2 separate regions of the Rattus norvegicus genome follow, and region 1 is linked to region 2. Evidence: chromatin contacts called from public Hi-C data. All regions are on one chromosome and are shown on one strand. Each heading gives the region's core, a stretch centred on a gene start, on an enhancer-like site or on the middle of the called end of the contact. The rest is flanking DNA. Distances are from core to core; before and after follow the strand shown.

What was found. Hi-C and Micro-C count contacts between places; a contact is called where the count stands out from the background.
Region 1: a contact with region 2 is called in a Hi-C map of Schwann cells, with 5 times the contacts expected there. The contact joins the enhancer-like site here to the promoter of Scd-ps1 in region 2. A contact is called at or near these places in 8 of 12 Hi-C or Micro-C datasets (the A7r5 cell line, the Rat2 cell line, Schwann cells and 5 more) and 1 of 1 datasets of contacts at active chromatin or transcription factors (oligodendrocytes).

The regions. Positions count from the first base shown.
Region 1 is chr1:253,173,407-253,180,370 of GRCr8, reverse strand. No RefSeq gene overlaps it. Among named protein-coding and RNA genes, the nearest start is that of Scd4, 24 kb to the right of the region's middle. Within about 2 kb of position 5,295, at least 5 of the 93 cell types and tissues checked have an H3K27ac peak or open chromatin away from gene starts, as enhancers often do. A contact at or near this core is called in the A7r5 cell line and Schwann cells, where this site is marked.
Region 2 is chr1:253,066,857-253,073,032 of GRCr8, reverse strand. Scd-ps1 (stearoyl-CoA desaturase, pseudogene 1) reads right to left here and starts at 4,289. Exons shown (of 3, transcript XR_010063269.1): 1 at 3,699-4,289; 2 at 2,290-2,402. It overlaps LOC134485240 (a long non-coding RNA gene), which reads left to right and starts at 4,238. Exons shown (of 3, transcript XR_010063268.1): 1 at 4,238-4,584; 2 at 5,857-5,995. It overlaps LOC134485241 (a long non-coding RNA gene), which reads right to left. Exons shown (of 2, transcript XR_010063270.1): 2 at 5,310-5,988.

The DNA of each region.
Region 1 (6,964 bases), core at 4,046-6,545, 110 kb before region 2:
AGGGGACGCAGCTCAGAGCTGATCGAGAACAAGGCCCTAGGTTTAACTTTCAACATTGAGAAGGAGAGGCCAGGAAAGGCAAGCCTTTCTGTGTCAGCAGAAGCAGGTAACGATGAGGGTAGAAGGAAGAAGACCTTTGTGATTGGTTCAGACAAGGAGACAAGCAGTCACTAAGGTCGCATCTCTGCTAACATGAGTGTGGTGCCTAGTGAGCACAGTTTTACTCTGAACTCTGGGAGAAATATGTCTCATGCCTGTATTTTTAAATGAACACCAGGTGATACCAAAATCTGAGCCTTTCCCTGGATTCTATTCTATTTCCATCAGAGAGGCTGGGGAGAATTCATTCCTACAGCTTAAGGAGTTGGGGCAGCACAGTTTCTCTTAGACTAAAGCTTTTTCCTTTTAAAAAAAATTTATCATATACATATACATACATACACACACACACACACACACACACACACACACACACACACACACATATATATATATATATATATATATATATATATATATATATATATTTGCTGTCTTGAGACACACCAGAAGAGGGCATCCAATCTCATTACAGATGGTTGTGAGCCAACATGTGGTTACTGGGATTTGAACTCAGGACCTTTGGAAGAGCAATCAGTGCTTTTAACCACTGAGCCATCTCTCCAGCCCGCTTTTTTTCTGACAGCAGATTTTTTTAGTGAAGGTTCGTGCTGGGCAGTCCCTGTGGCTCCCACTTGAGATACCCCCAGACTCCGAGGCAGCTGGAAAGAAATTAGCGTCCACTTTGGATGAACCTGGAGTCTCTCTCGTTATGAGCCAGACTTTTAGGGTTTGTTTTTCTCAGTCTTTCTTTGAGCCCCCAGGATTGATCACGTCATTTTTCTCCGTGTTTCTGAGGTTAGAGTTTTCTCCAGGCCAAGAGAGACTCAGACCATAAGTTGTCAAAGAACCATTATCGAATTAGTCTGTTTGGATGGCTTGTATTTCCAGTGTTCACATCTTCTGTTGCATGTAGAGGGTCAGTCGGTCAGTCAGTCAGTCTTCCTTTCCAACTCCAAGGACGATATTCTTCTTCTCCTACATGAGGAGACTGTAGTTCCTTTCTTCAGTATTTCAACTTCCTCTTTTTGCACCAAGTCTCAGCCCTTTTCCTGTACTCAGACCCTTCCCGTTCACCGAGCCAGTCTCCTGGGGTCTTATTCCATGACAACACCCTGGGCAGCAGAAAGCCTGTGTCTCGTTCACAGCATCACATCTAGAATGTCTTCATTTTAATTCAAGGACTCTGGGGAGGGCAGACCCCATGGGTCATTGCTTCAGGACAGTTCTGCTTAATTTAAAATTTTATCTTACGTGGAGGTTTTTTTAAACAGAAGTAAAGCGATGAGATTTACACTGAGCCCCTGTCACTTGCCCTCATCCGTCACGAACTGCTGCCAATCATGTTTCCTCTATACTTTCTGCATCATTTTTAGTGCCACGAATTTCTGTTGGTCCAGATCTATTACCATGGTGAAGGCCTAGAAGAGATAGAGTCCCCTGACCTATCTGAGAGATCTAGAGCCAGGAGGTAGAAAGACCTTAGGGGACCATATGCTTGCCCCAGAGGAAATGCTGCACACAAATGAACAAAAGACCAGATATAGGGTTGAGTTCAACTCTGCTTGGAGGAGGTGGTGGTTATCCAAGGCAACAGGTGTGATTGGCTGGACAGATGGGGAGAGAAATGCTTTGCTAAGTAATCAATTTACTTCCGTCAGGTAACAGAAGTAGTAGAAAAGTACCAAAGCCTGTGGATTAAGCTACCCTGACAGTTCCCTGGCTGTTTTCAGGGTACTTCCTAGGGTCTCGGGGTACAGTCTGTGTGTCAACTGCGATTACAGCACTGCCGACACCAAGGGAGGACAGAACTACCTTGCCTCACAGAACCTTCCTGTCTGTCAAGGTGGAGAAGTCATGGTGGATCCACTCAGTCCATGGTGGTGGGAGCATGTGGCAGAGGCCTTATGTTCTATTTTATTTCTCTGTGTGTGCGTGTGCACATGCCTATGTGTGTGTGCATTTATGTGTGCACGAATGCACCCCCGTGTATGTGTCTGTGTGCATGTGATCATGCCTGTGTGTGCACATCTGTGTGTGGGTGCCCATAGATGCCAGAAGAGGGAGGCGGATCCCTGGAGCAGGAGTTACAGGTAGTTGTAAGAGGTCTGACATAAGTGCCGGGGACACAACTCAGGTTCTTTGGAAGAGCAGAGTGTGCTCCTAACCACTGAACTATCTCTTCAGCCCAAGAGAGGCATTTCTTACATCATGGTGCATCTGCAGAGAATGATGGTACAAAAAGTGAGTGCTGGGAACAAAATTTCAAATCCTGCCCTGAACGATCCACTGATGCAAACTGACCCCACCTCCCAAAGACTCCAGAGCCCCCTCCAAAATATCGCCACCCACTGGAGAACCAGACTTCAAAAACAGTGGGGGCATTTCCGATTCAAATTACAACTCTCCTCGTTTAAAACCCACAAAACGGGGTTCGCGTGCACCAGGGCACGGAGAGCGTGAAGAGTTTCAAGTCTCCCACAGAAGTCAGCAACTAGACCGGAAAGCCAAACAAAACTCTGCCTGCGCAGTGGCCGGGCGAACAGCTGCTGCAGTGCCAGTTTCCGGGGCAGCGGCCTGGGCGGCCGCTCAGCGACCTTCACTTCGAGGCCAAGGAGAGGGCAGCAAGCTCGTGGGTTCCTTCCTGTCTCCATTTAAATGCCAAGTGCCAAAGGCTTCTCCCCAACTCTGATTTCTCAGCGGAGCTTGCTGTGTACATAGAAGGGTGGACATGGGGTCTAAGAAGGACGGCCATGGTTCTGAAAGGTCCCCTGAGAGGGAAAATGACTACTCTTCGCACTCTTCAGATCTTCTCCAGAGGGACTACCCATGAGCTAGCCTTGCACAGCTCCACAGGGTACAGCTGCCCCAGGGATGGCCTGGGCCTTTGCCAAGAACTGGCAAATGTTAGGTTTGTACTAATGTAGGATTTTGATAATATTTTAACATAAGGACTATCTTTAAAATGAACACCGTCGTTTGCGGTGTTGAGGATTGAAACAGGACATCATGAATGAAACACCACCAAGCTGCCTTGCATCACCAGATCCTTGGCTTTAAGGGAAAAGAATCTATCTATCTATCTATCTATCTATCTATCTATCTATCTATCTATCTATCTATCTATCTGTGTGAGTGTATATGAATATGTGTGTTGGGGGGTGCCCATAGAAGCCAGAAGATGTCAGTCATCTATTCCCCTCAGTTACTCTCTATGTGTTCCTTTCCAGGCAGGGTCTCTCCCTAAGCCTGAGGCTTCTTCTTGGCTAGACTAGAAACCAGAAAGCCCAGTGATCCTCTTGCTTCTGTCCCCTTTTGAGCTGGGATTATAGGTTTGTGTAGAGCCCTCATCTCGTCATGTGAGTACTAGGATCCAAAATCTTGTCCTCAAGATTTTAACCACTGAGGTTTTTTTTTACCACTACCCTGCCCTCTAAACTGACCGATCCATATGCATTTATACGTTACATTGGCATTCACAGGGGTCATGGTGACCTCAGACTTCAGCGGCAAAGCTCATCTTCAGGAGGCTCAGGCAGGAGGAGTGCCACGAGTTCAAGACCAGCCTGGGCTACAGAGTGAGAACTTGTCTCAAGAAACAAAAATTACACAAGACAAATCATATGAAAGTACTTTCAGAATAATTTATAGGGCTGATTCCCTCTGATGAAGGACACAGACAATGCTTCCCATGCCTGAGTTTTTCTTTTGAATTTTTACTGAGAGAAATCTTTCTTTGGCTCCAGTCTCCACTGTAGGAGGTCCCATTTCCTGTGTGTCTTCCAGTGTCCCAGCCCTTCACAAATCCACACTAGCTGGTGTTGTTACCAGAGTCATTGAAGGCTAAAGCCTTGGCCCCAAAAACCCCAATAAACTAGGTCCAGAGTCACATCCTTAACAACCCAGTTAGATAAACAAGTTACAAGCAGTAAGGTGCCTTGTAGCTTTGAAGGGTGAGGAGTCGCTGGTCACCAAGTGAAACTGGGACACCAGAGTCCCTTCCTTCAGATCATAGTCTCATTCATAAAAGGATTTAAGAATGAACTGGAAGCTTGAGCGTGATTTTATTAGTGTTTAAAAGAAAATAACTTTAAAAATTTTTAATATATTACAAAAAATCTAACAAACCGTAAAGGGAAATTGACCATGCAAGAGGAGCTTCCTGGAAATGGTGCACTGCTGTGCACAGAGGCGGCGAACGTACCTCAGAGAGGCGCAGCCCTGGGTGGGGTTCCTCTGCAGATTGCTTCTTGCTGCGGCTGTGCTCTCTCATGTTCAACTTTGTTGTGTTCCCCATCTATCTGGCATGAGGCGATCGGTCATGGGGAGATCCTCACTGCCTACAGTCTGCTGGGGATTGCTCCTAAGACACAGCCCACTCTATTGGGTAATTTTCCTGCCGATCAATATGAACTTTCATAAAATGATGCTGTATAAATGAATTACTGATTTTACGTAATTACTGACTTAATCTAAGTAGGTTTGAGGAAGTTAGGGGCAGGGGATAGAACATGTAAAGAGGTGGTTTGGGTTGTTTTGCCAGAAAGATATAATAAACTTAAAATTACGAATAGAATGTGCCCCTCCCTGTAGACTAGGGAGGGCTGCATAGGCTACAAAAGGAATGCAGTGAGCTTTCATGTGTTACAAACACGTAATTGTACTTGAAGGAGAAAAATAGGCTTGGGATAAGTTAATAATAAAAAAATTCGGGGCTGGAGAGATGGCTCAGCGGTTAAGAGCACCCGACTGCTCTTCCAGAGGTCATGAGTTCAATTCCCAGCAACCACATGGTGGCTCACAACCATCTTGTAAAGAGATCCGATGCCCTCTTCTGGTGTATCTGAAGACAGCTACAGTGTACTTATATATATAATAAATAAATAAATCTTTAAAAAAAATTCGTTCTAGGTTGGGTGTGAATTCCTGGGTCTTGTGAACTGGAGATGTCATCCTAGGTTTTGGTGTGCACCATGAAAAGACAGAGTTACAAAGAGTGAACTATTCTGAGTATAAGAATGGAGACTAGACGCTTAGCCAGTTTAGCTGAACAAGACTTCAAGATAAGATGCAAGATTTATGACGATCTGTTTCTTGGTAAATACAAATTGTCATCGGCTAAGTAGAGTGGGGAAACTTGCTGCTAGAGAGTGGCTTGCTTAAACTTTTGTTAATCAGTAACAAAGGAATTATTGTTTTGCGGTTACAATGACTCTGTGGAGAGAAAGATAGACCGGAAATGTTTAGTTATGTATGCGTTTCAAAAGAAGAATACAGAGTCAACAATCCTGGTGTAATTTCCTTCTGTGCAGTGATCTTAATCTGTTTTTGAAGAATATGCTTTTGTGGTGATTGTTTCTGGAGAATATGTAACTTGTGGCTATGAGGTCATCTTTTTCTTACATGGAGAATTTTTGTCTTAGGTGATATTAAAAGGCTAAGAGAAAAAATAAAGCTATTGGAGCTTTTTGAAGCTTGCTTCATCCACATTGTGTGTGCGTGTGTGTGTGTGTGTGTGTGTGTGTGTGTGTGTGTGTGTGTGTGGTATGTACACTGCTAGTTTTGTGTGTCAACTTGACACAAGCTGGAGTTATCGCAGAGAAAGGAACCTCCCTTGAGGAAATGCCTCCATGAGATCAAGCTGTAAGGCATTTTCTCAATTAATGATAAGGGTGGGAGGCCCACTGTGAGTGGTGCCATCCCTGGGCTGGTGGTCTTGGGTTCTATAAGAAAGCAAGCTGAGCAAGCCAGGGGAAGTGAGTCAGTAAGTAACATCCCTCCATGGCGTCTGCATCAGCTCCTGCTTCCTGCCCTGCTTGAGGTCCAGTCCTGACTTCCTTTGGTGATGAACAGCAATGTGGAAGTGTAAGCTGAATAAACCCTTTCCTCCCCAACTTGCTTCTTGATCATGATTTTTGTGCAGGAGTAGAAACCCTGACTAAGACAGTCTGTAATTTTTCTCCCTTTTTTGCTGGCCCCAGAAAATTAAGTTTTGCACCCTCAGAAAAAAGTCTGCTGAGTGATTAATTATCAACTCCGCAGCCCTTCTCAGGTTACCTGACCTATCAAAGCTGACCTGTGGCAGGAAATCCCATGCACAAGTTAACCAGATCCTGAGTCTACACATCTCAGTGAACTTCTGTACAGTTAGAAGCTGTGGAGCATCATGCTTTTACACTTTCAGTATTAAATATAAATAAATATATTTATTTATTTCTATTTATATTATACAAATATAATTATATGAATATATAATTATAATAACATCATATAAATACAATGTAATATAATATAAAATAAATACTACACACACACACACACACACACACACACACACACACACACATAAACGAAAACCACAAGGTAGGCTAGCTGGAGTTTCCAGCAGCTGCCCAGAGCAGAGGAGAGTGGCGGAGAGGAAGAAAGCTATGCTATTTGAGTTAAGCCAGCATGGAGGTCAGCCATAGACTGGCAGGCAGCTGCTCAGAGGAGAAGGGGCTTTTCACAAAGAATATGAAGCCCAGAGCACCAAAAGAAGGATAATTAGCTTCTGACAGCATCTGAGAGAAAGAGACAGGAAAAAGAAAAAGGAAACGTTCTATGTCCACACAACAGGGGGATGATAGACTCAGCCAAACCTTATGGTAGTGCACAGTCTGTTCTAAGGAGTGGGGATTCTAGGAAGGCAGAGTACAGTGCTGAAGTGGAAACTTAATGGTTCTTTAGATGGTGTTTTGCTGGGGCACACTCGTGAAGGAGTGTTTAGCTGACGTGGACACAGGTTAGAGACTAAGGCAAACGCACGAAGGAACATTTAGCTGAAGCAGACACAGGTGAAAGGGCGCTTTGCTAAAGCAAGCACGTG
Region 2 (6,176 bases), core at 3,040-5,539:
CAGCTCCTGAGCAATCGAATTACAGAGTCAGACATGGTTGCAATGCTACCCCCTACCCCCTCCTACTTCCTCTTCCTGCCTCCTACCTCCTCCAACCTCTTCTTACCTCCTCCTAACTCCTCCTCCCCCTTCTACTCCCTTACCCCCTCCTACCTCCTCCTACCTCCTCCTACCACCTCCTACCCCACCCTACTCCCTCCTACCCCCTCCTACCTTCTCCAACTCCCTCCAACCACCTCCTACCCCATTCTATCCTCACCTACCCTATCCAACCCTCTTCTACCTCTTCCTACCCCATCCTATCCCTTCCTACCTCCTCCTACCCCCTCCTCAAAACAAGATACAAGAACAACAATAAAACCCAACTTGGAAGATGGGTAGCCTTCCTTTCCAGGAACAATTTTTTAAAATGTTAACAATGAGGTAATTAGGTAAATGCAAATTAAGGCGCACGTGCACACACACACAGACACACACATACATACATACATAGACATACACAAATACATACGTACACACACATACACACACACATACATACACACATACACATACATACACCCACATACATATACACACATACACACATACATATACACATACATATATACATATAAACACATATATACATACACATAGACACATACATACATATATACATACATATACATACATACACATATACATATACACATAAATACATACATATACACACACATACCTATACATACCCACACATACACACATACATACATACACACATACACACACATACCCACACATACACACACACATGCACATATACATACATATACACACTTACACACATACCCACACATACACACACATGCACATATACATACATACACACATACACACACATACACATACATACACCCACATACATATACACACATACACACATACATATACACATACATATATACATATAAACACATATATACATACACATAGACACATACATACATATATACATACATATACATACATACACATATACATATACACATAAATACATACATATACACACACATACTTATACATACCCACACATACACACATACATACATACACACATACACACACATACCCACACATACACACACACATGCACATATACATACATATACACACTTACACACATACCCACACATACACACACATGCACATATACATACATACACACATACACACACATACACATACATACACACAAACACACACACACACTGCATGGCTGGAGAGGCAGCTGTGGGTGCTGGAAACCCAACTCCTATTTTTGGCTGTGAGTCTAGCCTTTAATGGCTGAGCATCTCTTCAGCACAAGAAAAACATTTATAAATAATTTTTTTTATCCTTTCCAGTTTTTTTTTTTTTTTTGGTTCTTTTTTTCGGAGCTGGGGACTGAACCCAGGGCCTTGCGCTTCCTAGGTAAGCGCTCTACCACTGAGCTAAATCCCCAGCCCCCCTTTCCAGTTTTTTAACATAAACTCTCACAGTTGTATTATGTTAAATGCATGTTGGCTATAGAGAGTGAAATTATGCTTCAGAGCATCCCTCACTGGATATTGTATCCCTCATCTTTGTTTTCTCCTTATGGGTCCCAAATATGTCCCGGTGCATCCATTTCAATATTGTCCCAGCCAATCTCTAAGGACTACTGGGGTCCTGAAGTGCCATAAGCTGGAACTGGAAGGCTCACTCCTGCCTGACCTGTAGGCCACACACACTATTTACTAAACTGTTCCGTGCATGACTAGAGACATTCTCCCTCCTACCCCCCCAGCTGAGGACCGAACCCAGGGCCTTGCGCTTGCTAGGCAAGCACTCTATCACTGAGCTCAACCCCCAACCCCCGACTAGAGACATTCTAATTATACCACAAAACAAAGCATGGCAATTTTGTGTTGTGGAGAGCTGATCTCAAAACTACCACAACAAAACTCTGTCCCACAATGGAGCCTTTGGTCCTACCTCTTTTACTTCACAGGATATTACTGTATAGCTCATTTTGGAGTCAAATATTGATCAGTCCTGTCAAGCTCAAATATTCCCATGACCACTGCCCTATCTGATGTAAGTGATTTGGTTCATAGAGAGCTCCACTAAGAAGCATCTCAAATTTTTCCAAGAGCTTGAGCTCACTTTAGCCACCAGTATATCAGCGGGTCCCATGTTTTTAAAGCCTACACCCACTGACCAGAGTCATTGCTTAGAAACTCTTTCTCCTCTTGCAAGTATTCTGGCTCTCAGATGCCCAGAACTTACCAGAGCTGAGACCGTGGACGGAGTAGAATTCAGGACTTCCAGGACTGAAGCTGGATTTCTGCTTCCAAGTGTGGAGCTGTGAAACAGGTCAGGTGCTGCCCCCGAAACCTGTCCTGTTATATATTATACACACACACACACACACACACACACACACACATGTATATGTGTGTATGTGTATATATGTATATATGTGTATGTGTGTATGTGTATATATGTATATGTATATATACATGTATGTGTATATATGTGTGTATGTGTATATATATGCATGTGTATATGTATGTGTATATGTATGTATGTGTATGTGCACACATACATACACATACACACACACACACACACACACACACACACACACACACACACACACCACACAAACACACAGAGGCTGTCCAGGCTCAGCCTCACCATGTGGGCTGTTTCTCAGAGGTATGGATTTAAAGGCATTGGATGTCTGAGTCTTTCATTTCCTAGTACACCTTCTTCTCCTGCCGAAAGGGGCAAGGTGCACAGAGGTAGCTGGCCTAGGTGGTTCCAGGCAGAGAGGATGGAAGAAGGGAGGAGACAAAAGAGCAGGCCTTGGCCAGGTCAGAGCCATGTGCTCTTGAGAGCAACACAGGTGATCCTAACATGGGCCCAAATCCTGTCCTCATCTTTCCCCTTGAGAAAATAGTATGTGAGGATGAAGAGATGGATCAGTGATTAAGAGCATTGGCTGCTCTTCCAGAGGTCCTAGGTTCGATTCCCAGCACCCGCACGGTGGCTCACAATTGTTTGTAACTCTAGTCCAGGGGGCTCTATACCCTCATCTGGCCTCTGAGGGCACCAGGCATTGAAACACCCATACACATGAAACAATCTTTTCTCAAAAAAGAAAGTTTGATACATTTGTCAGTTCTGGCTTCCTCACTGGTCAAAGACTATTTGATGCTACCTTATCCAACCATTGTCAACGGCTCAGTTCCGTCTGCTGTCTCCTATGCCACCTCCTCTTTTCCCTCCTTCCCCCCCTTTTTCTCCTTGTCTTCTCTTCCACTGGCCGCTGGGTCTCTCCTGTGGCCATGGGGACACGAGATTTCATTCTGGAAAACAGTATCTAGTTCGGCACTAAGGGTGAATTCAACCCTGACACATGGTGAATGCTTGGGCAATGGAGAAATTAACACAGGAGAGACTGGTGGCAATGACTACTCACAACTCCATCTATCCTGCCTACCTATTTTCCCAGGAACATAAGAGGGAAAAATGGCAATGGGTTTTGAACCAAGGGTTCAGTTGTAGTTCTCTGGCCTTCCCACCAACTCTGAATGCTATCAACCCTGCAGCACTACACACACACACACACACACACACACACACACACACACACACACACACAATGACAAAGGTGCATGTACACTCCATACTTAGTCTATGGGTAGACTCTGCCAGGTAAGGACTCCGCCAGGAATCAGTAGGCATTGGCTTCTTTTGGGTCCATTACTTGTGTCTGTGCCTTCAGGACACCGGGACTTTTGGGAGATTCCTGAAGTCCTGGGTAGAATTTTGAAGTGGTTTTGTTTGTTTCGTTTGAGCAAAAGAGGGCGGAAGCAGAGAGGTGTTTGTACCCAGCAGCAGGCTGCAGCAGTAGGCTATGGAATAAGGGGCGCAGCTATTGAAAGATCCCTGGAAGATTCATTTTGTGCAGGCCCCGCCCTCTGAGGAGGCTACTCCATACTTCTAAGAGAGTAAAGTGTCAAGTGGAGTTATCAAAAGGCTTGGTCATGGTCACACCATCCAGTCTGTGGTAGAAGTAGTTCAGAGCTGACACCCGAGCTCTTGAGGCCCAACCCTATTGCCCTATGACTCATGAGAGGGCGGGCCACACAGAGACCACTGCTCAGCATTTCCGTCCCAAAGACAGAGAGAAACTGAATACGTAGGTAGTCCTCCCTAGCCATCCAGGATGGCAACTAAAAAGTGCAGTCTGCAAGGGCGGCGCCTCCTGATTGGATCGGGCTCAGGCAGAGCCGCAGAGAAGCCGCTGATTGGCTGCGCAGGGTCAGGCGCTGTGGGCCGAGTGAACGCGAGTAACCCTGTAGGCGGGTGCTGACCGGGAGTAACCCCGGGAGGGACCGCACGCCTCTCCCTTTGTCTCCTCCGACTCTAGGCTCCCGCCCCCCAGGCTTGCCTGGGCAGAGACAGGGCGTGGGAGCGGAGGCGGGGCTGAGTGCGACTGTGCAAGCCTCGGAAGACTCGCTAGACCGAAGCATTTGAGCGCAGCTGCTTCCTTCTGCCTCAGGCCCCAGCTTTGTAAGTGGGGTTCTGTGTGAGGCCGAGTGGAAATCTCTAGGACAAAAGTTTATAGATCTTCGAATAGAAGTGGTGAATGTGCCTTAGTGACTCTGGAGTGATCTCCTGTAAACAGCCTTAAACTGCAAAAAGGTGGCTTCTCCCAGCCTGTACCTCCTGGGTAAGGAGTCTGGAGACCGTTCCTGAGACAGTTTTGATAATGTAAAGAGGCAACATCAGGAGTGCGCTTAAACACTGTTGGCGGGGGTGGAAAGTGGTTCAACCACTGTGAAAAACAGATTGGTGTCCCCATGAAAAGATGAAGAATTCCTGCAGGATCACACAGGATCACTCCCGTTACACAACCAAGTCAGTAATGGTGCACAATGCCCATAGCAGTGTGACCAGGTGCACAGGGCCATAAACTTGCCACCTCAGCTTTCTCACTGTGATTAACTTTAATAGTTAGCTTGACAGGATCAAGACTCAGCAGAGAGATATACTTTTTAAGTGTGTCAAAATGGGCCAACTGAGAAGGGCGAGAGCCACCTTGAATGTGGGTGGCATCTTGACACATGCCAGGGTCTGGACTGAAAAAAAAAAAAAAAAAAGGCAAGAGGAGGTAACCGGTGGCTCCCTGACCGGCACTTCCCTGACTTAAGACGCAGGATCACCTCATGCTCCTGCTGACAGGGCTGGAACGCCTCCCTGCCACACCTTTCCATGCGAGCCATTAGGGAAACTTATTTGTCCGGTGTTTTATTCATATTTTATTAATAGTCGGGAGGGGGAAAAAAAAGACCTGTATCTCCCAAGGAATTAGGAAAAGGAAAATCTGTTTACAGTTTGACCAAAATTATGGGGGATCTCCATTCCTTCCCACCGTGGCTGTACATCTTAAAATCTGTAGACCCGGCAGAAGCCAACTGCAGAACGTTCGCAAATATAGCTGTGAATTGGGTTAACTGGAGGAAGGAGACTGCTCCCCGGGACAAAAAGACGGGCTGTGCTGGGGAGCTGGCTCAGTGGCTAAAATCCTTGGGGGACAAGCTTGAGGACCTGGCTCCAGACCTCCAGAATCCAGGAAAAGCCAGATGTGGCAGGGCATCTGCAACCCAGGGCTCTTCTCTCGAGGTAGTAGGGAGAAACAGATGACCGTCGGGTGGTTCACAGGCCAGCTAGCCCGCGTAGCAGCCCTGAGGAAGTAGATAAAGAGCATTGTTCACACACAATGGGGTGCTGGTAAGAAAAATGAAAGGATTCCGGTACTGATTGGTGCTGCACTGTCAACAGATGTACAAAACATGCTTCAGGAAGAGAGCCAGATGTGCAGCTCACAGATCGATTGCTTCTGTTTCTGTGAAACATGCAGTTGAAGTCCAGAGAAAAAGAGAACCTGGCTGTTGCCAGGGGTGGGGAGTGGACCTGGAAGGTGAGGAGAGGGGTCAATGTTGAGACAATGTATAATGTCTCTTTGATGTGAGGGGGATTTTCTTTTCTTAATGCAGTCTTTTTCTTTCTTTCTTTCCTTCTTTCTAAGATTTACTTATTATTATATATAAATAAACTGTAGCTGACTTCAGGCATTCAGGCATTGGATCCCATTACAGATG